2 separate regions of the Mus musculus genome follow, and region 2 is linked to region 1. The links are chromatin contacts, called in public promoter capture Hi-C maps. All regions are on one chromosome and are shown on one strand. The core of a region is the stretch at or near the end of the contact, and the rest is flanking DNA. Distances in the headings are between cores, read along the strand shown. Region 1 has its middle 51 kb from the start of Ccdc130. Region 2 holds the start of Mast1 (microtubule associated serine/threonine kinase 1).

Region 1 (5,561 bases), core at 2,216-4,715:
GGGGACCTGGCTCAAGTGGTGTCAAAGAAGAATTTTAGTATGTGGCCTAGAAACTGTTGTGATATTTTGGCTAAGAATGTGGCTGCTTTTTGCATTTGTCTGAGGCTGATGTGAAGAGTTTTGGATTGCTTGGCAAAGGAAATTTCAAAATAGCCTATTATAGACACTGTTGTGTGGTAACTAATGTTTTTGCAAGCTGAACAAGAAAAAAAAAGTATGGATCAAGGATTAAAGGGGCACCAAGGAGTAGAATGGAGCTAAAATCTTTTACAAGGAGGTAAAGAGATTAAAGATATTAAATGGAATTAAGGGAATGGTGATCTCTGAGCAAGATCCCACCCAGCTAAACTTCCATTTTGTGAAGTGGAATTAAAGAAAAGCTTAGATCTAGGTGTGGTAATACACTCTAATATCAGCATTAGGACCCTTTAATCCCAGCACTCAAAAGACAAAGGAATGCAGATCTCTGAGCTCAGCCTAGTCTACAGAGCAAGTTCCAGGACAGCCAAACTTAGGCAGTGAAGAAAAGAATTGAAACAGAAAGCTGGTGAAGATGTAATTAATCAAGGGACCATGCTCCAGTCCCAGCAAGCAACAGAACTTGGCAGCTTTGGCCACGTGGTTCTTGCTTTAAAATCAAGGATGTAATTTCCCTCTGTGACTAGGAAAAGCCACTAAGCTCAGGAATGTGTCAAGGGTGTCCTTACATGGAGACTCAGAGAGGCCATTGAGTGAAAAGGTTTATGGGATCTCCCCCTGTGACTAAGGAAAGTTGCTGAGGCCAGGTGTCCAATACAGATGTTTCATGGCCCCCATAGACTCATGTGGTTGAATGCTTGGCCTGTGGGGAGTGGCACTATTAGGAGGTGTGGCTTTATTAGAATGCATGTGGCCTTGTTGGAGGAAGTGTGTCACTATGGGGGCAGGCTTTGAAGTCAAGCTCAAGCTCTGACCAGTGTGGAACACAGTCTCTTTTCGTTGCCTGTGGAACAAGATGTAGAATTCACAGTTCTGTAGTCTTTGGTTTTTTCAAAACCTACTTTAAATAATGGTTCTCAAATGCTTTAACCTCCCTTCTAGCCCACCAACCACCAGAGATAGTGGAAAAGAAAGGTTATTAGGATATGGGGACGTAAACCTCTTTGGAGCAAATCCAATCTGCATTGTCTGGATATCAGCAGTTCGGTTCACACAGATCAGCAGTAGCAGCTCCATCCACTGGCAAACACCATTCATGAATCAGCAACAGGTCAATTCAGAAGAAGCTTCGAGGCTCTGCTGTACCCTGTTAGACGGTGTTCCTTAGGGGTGATTTCAGTGTCCAATTGTCAGGATACCAGCAGTCCATTTCAGTAGTGTCAGGAGAGCAAACACCAATCAGCAGCAGTGGCTTCTGCTGGATCAGCATGAGTCATCAGAGATGACCAGGAGCAGCAGGGACACCAGGAGAAGTTCTCTGCCATGACTCTCTCAACAAGGTGAAAATCAGTGAAGACAAGACTTGAGAACAACAAAGTGTTGCAAAACACGCTGTCACTGTCCATTGAGTCCTATTTATACTCCCTCCAGACATCACCTGTTGTCTCTTGGGTCTTGTCTCAGCAAAATACCATGTGAGTCTATATTAGCAAAACTCCACTAGAGTCTATATCAGCTGACATATCCAGAAACTTCTACTTTGCTCTGCCAATAGGCCTGAGTTCACAGAAGCAGCAAGAAGCTGCCAGAACACCACCAGAAGGTTTTTTTGGTGCATTTCTTTCTATGAAGTCACAGCAAATGATGACTAGTAAGGAATGGCAAGGCTTATCAATACCATCAGCATTGTCCACCATCTGTTGGGTTATATTTATACTCCTTAACATCATGTATCCTTTCACATGTTTGCTTTAGCAAAACATCCTTTCACCTGTGTCTGCTTCAGTGAAACGTTCCTTCATGTGTCTGCTTTAGCAAAACATCAAAGAAACCAGAAGTTTCCACTTCACAGTTCCTTCTCCAGCACCATATCTGCTTAGATGCTTCATGCTTCCCACCATGATGATAATGGACTGAATCTCTGAAACTGTAAGCCAGCCCCAATTAAATGTTTTCCTTTATAAGAGTTGCCTTGGTCATGGTGTCTCTTCACAGCAATAGAAACCCTATGATAGACTGTATTCACAAAAAGAACTTCAAATCAGATTTTTTAAATTATAAACTGTTAAAGATTAAGCTTTAATATGTTCAGAACTGTGTTTGTAGTCATGCCAGTACTAAAGTGATTAATTATAGGAAAAACCTTTAGTTAGCCTCCTATATATGTTTTTAAGGTATATCTTAAAGCAAGTATCTAAAAATAATCAAGGGTTGTTTAACTCAGATACACTTAATAGATAATGGCCCTCAAACTTGTCAGAGGTGTGCTGAATATGACATTTAAGATGTTTAAACTCACTATGACAGAGACTCCTGGGTCCTAGCAGTGACCACAAAGTCTCCAAGAAGATAATGGTGCACAACAATAAAGACTCCATCTGGATTGTGGTAACACTAACCATTGGGAAAGACTGCCTCCATGTCTCACCTGCTGCCAGGACCCAGCCCAAACTGTGGACAAGAAGGACACTGGAGAGTTGATGGCCCCATTTTGTCTAGACAAAGTGAGGTCAATCTCCCCAAGTCTACAGGAGGCCAAAGACTGATGCTGTCCTGGTTCCTCTGCCTCCAACTCCATGGACCACAAGAGCCTGGAAAGACTGTCTAGGAAATGGACTAGGAACTGGTCTTTGTCATTGTAAGTGATACAGAGGCCATTTGGATTATACTTCTTGCTTTACTTTATCCTTCTCGGATCTCTGGGCATCGATGGCTAGGCTATCTGCAGCTTTGACAGCTCAGTGACAGAAGGCAAACAGCTCCTTCCTCCAAGACTGCAGCCAACTTGTCAGCACATCTGAAGCTACTAAGAAAAGGCAGACAAGTTTGTCTTGCTCACACACTTCATATTAAAGTATACACAGCTTTTAGGTATAACTTTTCACTGAAGAAACATACCTTGCAATGATTAAATGAAATAATTTTAAATTATTATTAAATTAATTAAATGGAAATAAAAAAGGTTTGAAGTCCATACAATTCCAAGGGTCTAAGAAAAATCTTATAAAATATATAAATGTCTGAGGATATAAAAGCTTAAGTAATTTTTTAGCATCTCAAAAATGATTTAATGTGGGACCGTGAAAGATAGCCTCTTTTCTGGCTGAGCTAGGTTTAAACCCTGGAGACCCAGCAGATAAAACTCTGCAAGGAATGGAAGGAAGGTTACCACACTCCCAGACACTAGGCTTCTGACACAGGTCCCAGCTCCATAAGTCTGTGGCCATGAGTCACATAGGGCAACGCCCCAAGCCCCTGGTACTCTGTCTGGACTCCACCCCCACAGTTACCTGGGGACAACCAGGTATGCTCCTCCCCACAGTTACCTGGCAACAGCCAGATAGGGGCCCACTATAAAAGGAGCTGCTTGCTGCTTGCCTCCTCCTCCCTCTCTCACTCTCACTCTTGCCTCTCTCTCTTGCGCCCACCCCCTTTTTCTTCCTTGGAGACAGGGTTTCTCTGTATAGCCCTGGCTGTCCTGGAACTCACTCTGTAGATCAGGCTGGCCTCGAACTCAGAAATCCGCCTGCCTTTGCCTCCCAAGTGCTGGGATTAAAGGCGTGCACCACCACCGCCCCCCACCCCCGCTTCCTCTTGCTCCCCCCCCTGCATTCCCTTCCCTGCTCTCTCCACGTGGCCATGGCTGGCCTCTACTTCTCTCTCTCTCTCTCTCTCTCTCTCTCTCTCTCTCTCTGTCTCTCTCTCTCTCTCTCTCTCTCTCTCTCTCTGTCTCTCTCTCTCTCTCTCTCTCTCTCTCTCTCTCTCTCTCTCTCTCTCTCTCTCTCTCTCTCTCTCTCTCTCTTTCTCTCTGCCTTTCTACAATAAACACCTTAAAACCATTGACTGCCTCTTCTCATTGGGATCCACCGTGTTGGAGCAATGGATCAGGCCCTTGTCTAAAGAGCCACGTCTAACCTTCTGAGGATGGCCTCTCTGCATTCCCAGACATGGTCAGCCACCAAGCCAAGCCAGCTGTTGAGCAAGACAAGGACTCTTCTCCCTGCGGGACCCAGCTGGAGCTCTCTCCTGCCCCTTTTCCCTTGGGTCCCGGGCTAGAGCCTGCCCGTAAACCCCCCCACTCCCCCCCCCCCCATCTATCAGTGTTTGCGGTGTCCTAGAGCCTGAGAACCTGTGGTCCTTGGCCTCCGTGCAGGCCTGGGGACCCCAAGCCAATCCCAGCAGGTCCACAGGGACCTCAGACTGCGCCTCCCCACCTCCTGGAACAGGGCCCTGTGGCTTCTCACAGCCTGAAGTAAGCCCTGGGAGAGGCGTGGGTGCGCACAATCAAGCTTCCTGCATCCTGCATCCTGCCTCCCGCCTCCATGAGTGACCTTAGCCCTGTGATGGGCTGTCCTGGTGACGGGGGACATTCTAATTCACAATTTAAGAGGTAGAAATATAAGTTGTAAAGGTATAAGAAAATGATGAATATATAAAAAGGCATATGAAAATGGGAAACATTTCAGATTCTTTTCCTTCTTCAATGCTTTTGTTACACTAAGATTTCAAAGGGTCAGAGCTTTAAGATTGATCAACGAAGTTCTGATAAGCTGGTAGAGCACTGACTAAGTTCAAGATTTTAAATCTCCTTTGATTGTTTTCTAAGTACAGACTTAAGGGTGCTTTTCATTGAGCTAAAAACATCTCTATCTAATATATATATTTTTTCTGACTCTCTGGGCAGAGAAAAAATGTTCATGCTTTTTAACCCTAAGCTGTAGTTTTTACTAGGCCTCAGAGGCACGAGTCTACTCCAGCTGTTTTACAGACATCTCTTAGCTGCTTAAAAAAAAAAAAAGTAGATTTCTGTACAGATTAATGTTAATACATGTAAATTTTTTAAACCTCTTTTTGTAAACTAAAAACTCAAGCTTCAAGAAGCCAAAGAAGTCATACAACTTGGATTTACCTGTCACGGATCAGATGGACTCCAGATAATTACAGCCTAAGATTCTACACCTGTCTGTTCCTGAGTGTGGGCTCCTCCTCCTGGCCCCGAGACTCCTCCCCTTCCCCAATTACTAGGACTATAGGCCTGAAATTTCCAGATATAAGCTTTTCCTTTAATTTCCTAAGTTTTAACTTCCGTTTCTTGTCTATATTTGTCTCTGTAGACACCATCCAGGAATCATCTGCGGACTGCAAACTGGTGAACTCTGGACTTGTTGAAAGCTGATATAAACCAGTCCAGCTGATGTGATTGCTTCCTGTCTCTTCAACTGGGTCAGCTAATCAGATGTTTCTGATAAATGCCCTGAGAGGCCAAACCTTGGGACTGAACCCAAGCTGCATCCACGTATCAGGAAAGACTCCATGGCTTGTCCCTGGCCAGCGTTACTTACTAGCTACTTTCTCACAACAGTTAATCAAAAATTAGTCTGATTGTTTCAGATGTACTTTCAGACCATTTGTGATTGTATACA
Region 2 (5,691 bases), core at 749-3,248, 620 kb after region 1:
CAAAATAGGTTGCCAGGGACAGCTCGCTCTTCTAATGTAGGCCCGAGCATGTAGAGTAGGCTACGCCCCTTTTGCAGTGGCCCTGCCTCTCTAAACATTTTTTTTGAGAAGGATCTCGAGTCACTGAACTCACCTTGGTGCCCGTTTGGCCTCCTCTAAGAGGGCTCCGACTTTCAGCTACGGTTCCTCCTTTCTGCCTCTACCCTTGTTCAATCAGCATCCTCTAAACTGAGTGCACCCCCACCATCAATCCAGAGTGGCCATGCCCATACAGAAATGGCCACGCCCCTGCTGTGGCCCCGCCTCCCATGGTCTACATCCACACTGACCCCAGCTGCATCCTTATCTCACCTAAGTGGCCCGGCAGCGGGGAGTGGGGTCGCGGTAGAGTCGGAGAAGTGCTTGTCAGGATGAGGCTTTTCCGGTTGCTGGTACGGCAACTGCCAGGGAAGGAGAGCGGGTGTCAACAGAGACCCCAGAGCTTTGAGTGTGAGCCTATGCGGCCACTCTTCCATTTCAGGTCCTCAATTCTCTTCCAAGCAGCAGCCAGTATGTGCTACATCGAGGGTAGAGTGTGACTCCTGTGCAGCTCTGTGAGGTTTGTGTCAGCTATAGCCTGATAGTCAACGGTGATACCACTGGTGACCCTGAATGTCTGTGTCCTTGAGTCTGCCCATAGCATTCACATGCGGCATCCACTGTATGAGATCTACACTGAATGACACTAGTGTGTCATGTATGTTCTCTGTGTGATGGTACATCCTTCTGTGTGGGTGATGCAGTGGGAAACACAGCTTGTTCATGACTGTGTAACTCCAGCATGGTGCATGAAGGCAGAAAGCTGCAGATGTGCCGATGTCAGTTGGGGTTATCAGCATGAGAGATGCTGGCTGTGTGTGTTCAACATCTACTGTGTGTGGATTTAACACCCTGTGACAACGGGTGCATCCAAGCATGCAGCCATGTACCACACGGGTATCTGCTATGTGATTGTGTGTCCCTGCTTTTGCAGGAGTCCCTATGTCTGTTTATCTTGGTGTCAATGTGACACAGATGCTGTGATGTTGTTAGGCGTATGGTTGTCTCATTCTGAAATTGGATCTATGTATCTTGGATGGGAACGTTGTTTTGGTGGGTAGTCATGCGTGTGACATTTTACTAGGAGAACACGATGTGTGTGTGCGCGTGTGTGTCTGTGTGTGACACGGGAGGTGACCCTATTTGTGCATGGCTTTGACCTGTGGCTGAGTATATGCGGTGCCTCCCAGTGTATGGGAGTCACTAGGGTTGTATGTGTGTGGTCATGTTCTGTGTGACGCTGTGTCACTATTTTCAGTGTGAGGATGTGTTCGAGTTGGGAGGCTTCTTGCAGTGATAAAGACCCCCCCTTCCTCTGCCTAGCAGCTGGGTAAGAAGAGCCCCCACTCGCTCTAGCCCCCTCGCTCTCAGCCGCAGTGACTGAGCATATTAGCTTGTCCAAGAGCACGCAGATGGGGGCGGGGGGGAACCAAGCTGCGGCTATTGTTCTGAGGGTGCCAAGGCCCCCCTCCCCGCATTCCCCTACCCCCACCAGGCCGCCTGAGCCCACAGCGTCTGCAAACAAAGGCGCTGCAACCCCCCGCAGGCACGACCCCTTTCCCCATCTCAGGCCTTTTCAGTCTCCCCCCGCAGCACGCCCCGCACTGTCCGCGTTTAACCCCATCCCCTGCGGGAGGGCACAGCGCGGACACCTCTGGCGCAGCTGGACAGCTAGCAGCATCCCGGCCCCGCCCTGCCGCAGCAGCCGGCAGGGTGGCTTCACCCGGAGGTCCCGGACAGGGTCTAGGGGTTGGGGGTCTACCTCTTGGTGCGGCGAAACATGCTGCCGCCGGGGAAGGAGGGCATCGAGAAATTGGAAAGCGCGGTCCAGAGAGAGTCAGACATGACCCGGCGGCGGCGACATGGTGGCAGGTGCGGCGGCAGCAGCAGCAGAGGCAGCGGCAGCGGCAGCGCGGGGAGCGAGTGTGCTGGGCGGAGGCTGGAGCCGCAGCAGCGGCCAGGGGAAGGCGGGGGAGGGGAGGGCCCTGTTGCTGCAGCCAGTCGCGAGGGGGCGCTGCGGGGTGTCGCCGCGCGAGGCCCCGCCCGTGTGCACGCCTGATGCCCTACCTGGGGGCCTCATCCCAATGCACCTCTCCCCCAAGGCTCACCTGCTGCTTTTCCGGGGCAGGGGTAAATCCTTCTGGAAGAAAAGGGGGTAAAAAAGATGAAGGTCAGCGTGGACAGTGGCCACTGCCCACGATGCCTCTCCGTTCACCTGAGCTTCATCAGCATCACCATGTCACCCTTGCCTTCCTGATTCCTCTCCCGATTCCCAGTAACCAAAACAGGCTCAATTACACAAGAAATAGACCCAACTGGGCATCTAAAAACAAGTTCATGCAAATAAAGTTTTACTTGGCTTTTTTTTTTTTTTTTTTTTTTTTTTTTGGTTTTTCGAGGCAGGGTTTCTCTGTCTAGCTCTGGCTGTCTTGGAACTCACTTTGTAGACCAGACTGGCCTTCTTGAACTCAGAAATCCGCCTGCCTCTGCCTCACAAGTGCTGGGATTAAAGGCGTGCGCCACCACCGCCCTACTTACTTGGCTTTTTGACAAGACAGAATCTCATATATCTCAGGATGGCTTGGAGCTCATTACGTCACACATGCTGCCCTCCAACTGAGATAGTGCTGCCTCACCTTCCAAATGTTCAGATCACAACTGTGAGCCTCCACGACAGTGTTTGTAAAACATTGTCCTTTGTTCCGGACAGGGTCTCAGGAAGTCCAGGCTGGCTTTGAACTTGCTGAGTAGCTGAGGGGTAACCTTGATCATCTGATTCTGCCTACAGGTTCTCTGCACTGATGTCACAGGCATGTTCCACCCTCCACCACACCCTGTTTATCAGCCAAGCTTTTGTGCAGTGCGCTCTCCCAATTGAACTATACCCTAAACCGAAAAATTCTCTCTCTCTCTCTCTCTCTCTCTCTCTCTCTCTCTCTCTCTCTCTTTCTTTGTTTTGTTTTTTGAGACAAGTTTTCTCTGTGTAACCCTGGCTGTTCTGGAACTCACTCTGTAGACCAGTCTGGCCTTGAACTCAGAAATTCACCTGCCTCTGCCTCCCAAGTGCTGGGATTAAAGGCGTGTGACACCACTGCCTGGCTTGAGGATCTAGTGACCAAGAAGCTTGGTGACTTGAGGTATATTCCTAAGACCCACATTGTGTAAGGCAAGCAACATTCCAAGAGAAAGCTACTTACTTCCACACTCATGCTGACACACACATGCATGCGAACACATGGACACACACATACTGAGAGAGGGGGAGAGAGAGAGAGAAGAAATTTTGAAAGAAAGCAGGGTTGGAGATATAGCTCAGCGGTTAGGGGCACTAGCTGCTCTTACAGGGGTCCTGTGTTTAATTCCCAGCTCATCTCCGCTCACAACCATCTGTAATTGGATCTGACTCCTTCTTCTCATGTGTATGAAGACAGAGTGCTCATATACATAAAATACATGAATAATCAATCTTTAAAAACCAGGAAGGGGCAGCCATGGGAGGATCTGTGGAGAGAGCATGTGGGAAATTCAAGGATAGAGGCTTGTAGATAAGATGGAACTTGTCCAAAAAACCTAACTAAACAAAAAAGCAACAAAACCAAAACCAAAACCAAACAAAACAAAAAACCCAAAAACTTAAGGCCAGGCGTGGTGATGCATGCCTTTAATCACAGCAATTGGAGGCAGAGGCAGGCAGATTTCTGAGTTTGAGGCCAGCCTGGTCTACAAAGTGAGTTCCAGGACATCCAGGGTTACACAGAGAAACCCTTTCTCAAAAAACAAACAAAGAAAAGAAAAGAAAAGAAAGGAAAAGAAAAGAAAAGAAATATGCCTGTCTCTGTCTCCCAAGTGCTGGGATTAAAGGCATGCGCCACCACTGCCCTGCCCGACTTTAAATTTTTTAAAAATTTATTTTGTGTGCATTAGTGTTTTGTCTATATTCATGTCTATGTAAGGGTGTCAGATGCCCTGGAACCCTAGTCACAGACAACCATGAACCACTTTGTGGGTGCTGGGAATTGAACCCAGATCCTCTCGAAGAGTAGTCAGTGCCCGTAATCACTAAGCTATCACTCCAGCCCTGCCAAAAGCTTTTTTAATAATAAAAAAAAAATGTTGGCTGAATGTGATGGCATATGCCTTTAATCTCAGCAGTCTGGCCGCAGAAGCAGTAGAATCTCTAAGTTCTAGGATAGGCCAGCCTGGGCTACAAATGGAGTGCCAGGGCAGTCAGGGCTATTCAGAGAAACCCTGTCTTACATTAAAAAAACAAAACCAAAAACCACAAACAAAACAAAAAAAAAGCAATGAAAAAAGAAAAATACAGGGCTGAAGAGATAGCTCAGCGGTTAAGAGCACTGACTGCTCTTCCGGAGGTCCTGAGTTTAAATCCCAGCAACCACATAGTGGCTCACAACCATCTGTAGTGAGTTCGGATGCCCTCTTCTGATGTGTCTGAAGATAGCTACAGTGTACTTACATACAGTAAATAAACAAATCTTAAAAAAGAAAGAAAGAAAAAGAAAAACACTGCATGTATTTATGTACTCGTGTGCGCACCGTAACACGCACCCACCCGAAGATCAAGTGCAGCTGTGGACATGGTGCTCTCCTGTCCTGTGCATCGTCAGGGTTAGATTCAAGTGCTCAAGGCTGGTTGTGAATACTCTTACCCGCTAACTCCCAAGTAGTCCTTCTTTTTTTTTTTTTTTAAAGATTTATTCATTTATTATATGTAAGTACACTGTAGCTGTCCTCAGACACTCCAGAAGAGGGAGTCAGATCTCGTTATGGATGGTTGTGAGCCACCATGTGGTTGCTGGGATTTGAACTCCTGACCTTCAGAAGAGCAGTCGGGTGCTCTTACCCACTGAGCCATCTCACCAGCCCCAAGTAGTCCTTCTTAATAGCAGCAGTGGTAATAATTCCTACTGACTTTATACAACTACACTTGAGGACGATCTTGTTTGTTGGAAAGGGTGCAGCAAGCCTGTAATGCTAGTGTTCAGTCAGGGAGCTGAGGCAGGAGGATCTTATAGGCTAACTATTTAAGGATATCCTGAAACTAATTTTGTAGTCCAGCCAGCCTCAAACCCAAAGGGATCCTCTTGGTTCAACCTGCCTAGTGCTGAGATTACAAGTATATACTGTATCTTACTTCTTCCTCCTTTGAGATCCACAAGTTTCCCTCCTTCCAGTACTCACCCCTACCTCCCCTTTCTCCTCAATAAACCGCTCCTCCTTTTCCTTTCAGAAAAGAGCAGGCCTCCCAGAGACAGAAACCAAACAGGACATGACAAGCTACAATAAGCCTGGACACAAGCTGGGCAGTGGTGATGCACGCCTGTAATCCCAGCACTTGGGAGGCAGAGGCAGGCGGATTTCTGAGTTTGAGGCCAGCCTGGTTTACAGAGTGAGTTCCAGGACAACCCTCATATGAAGACTGGATGAGGTTAACCAGTAGAAGGAAAAAGGTCCCAGGAGCAGTTGAAAGAGACAGCCCCTGTTCCACTATTATGAGTCCTACAAGAACACCAAGCTACACAGCGATAGCATAATGCAGAGGACCTAGTGCAGACCCATGCAGGCTCCTGGATTGTCCATTCAGTCTCTATG

The links. Promoter capture Hi-C pulls out the DNA fragments that hold promoters and counts their contacts.
Region 2: a contact with region 1 is called in a promoter capture Hi-C map of stem cell-derived epiblast-like cells, with 2.0 times the contacts expected there. The contact joins the promoter of Mast1 here to the enhancer-like site in region 1. A contact is called at or near these places in 6 of 39 promoter capture datasets (the HPC-7 cell line, HPC-7-derived erythroid cells, the SN4741 cell line and 3 more).

Annotation. Positions count from the first base shown.
Region 1 is chr8:84,318,641-84,324,201 of GRCm38.p6, forward strand. No RefSeq gene overlaps it. Among named protein-coding and RNA genes, the nearest start is that of Ccdc130, 51 kb to the left of the region's middle. Within about 2 kb of position 3,466, at least 12 of the 459 cell types and tissues checked have an H3K27ac peak or open chromatin away from gene starts, as enhancers often do. A contact at or near this core is called in stem cell-derived epiblast-like cells, where this site is marked.
Region 2 is chr8:84,935,355-84,941,045 of GRCm38.p6, forward strand. Mast1 (microtubule associated serine/threonine kinase 1) reads right to left here and starts at 1,999. Exons shown (of 26, transcript NM_019945.2): 1 at 1,841-1,999; 2 at 352-440. The coding sequence starts at 1,923.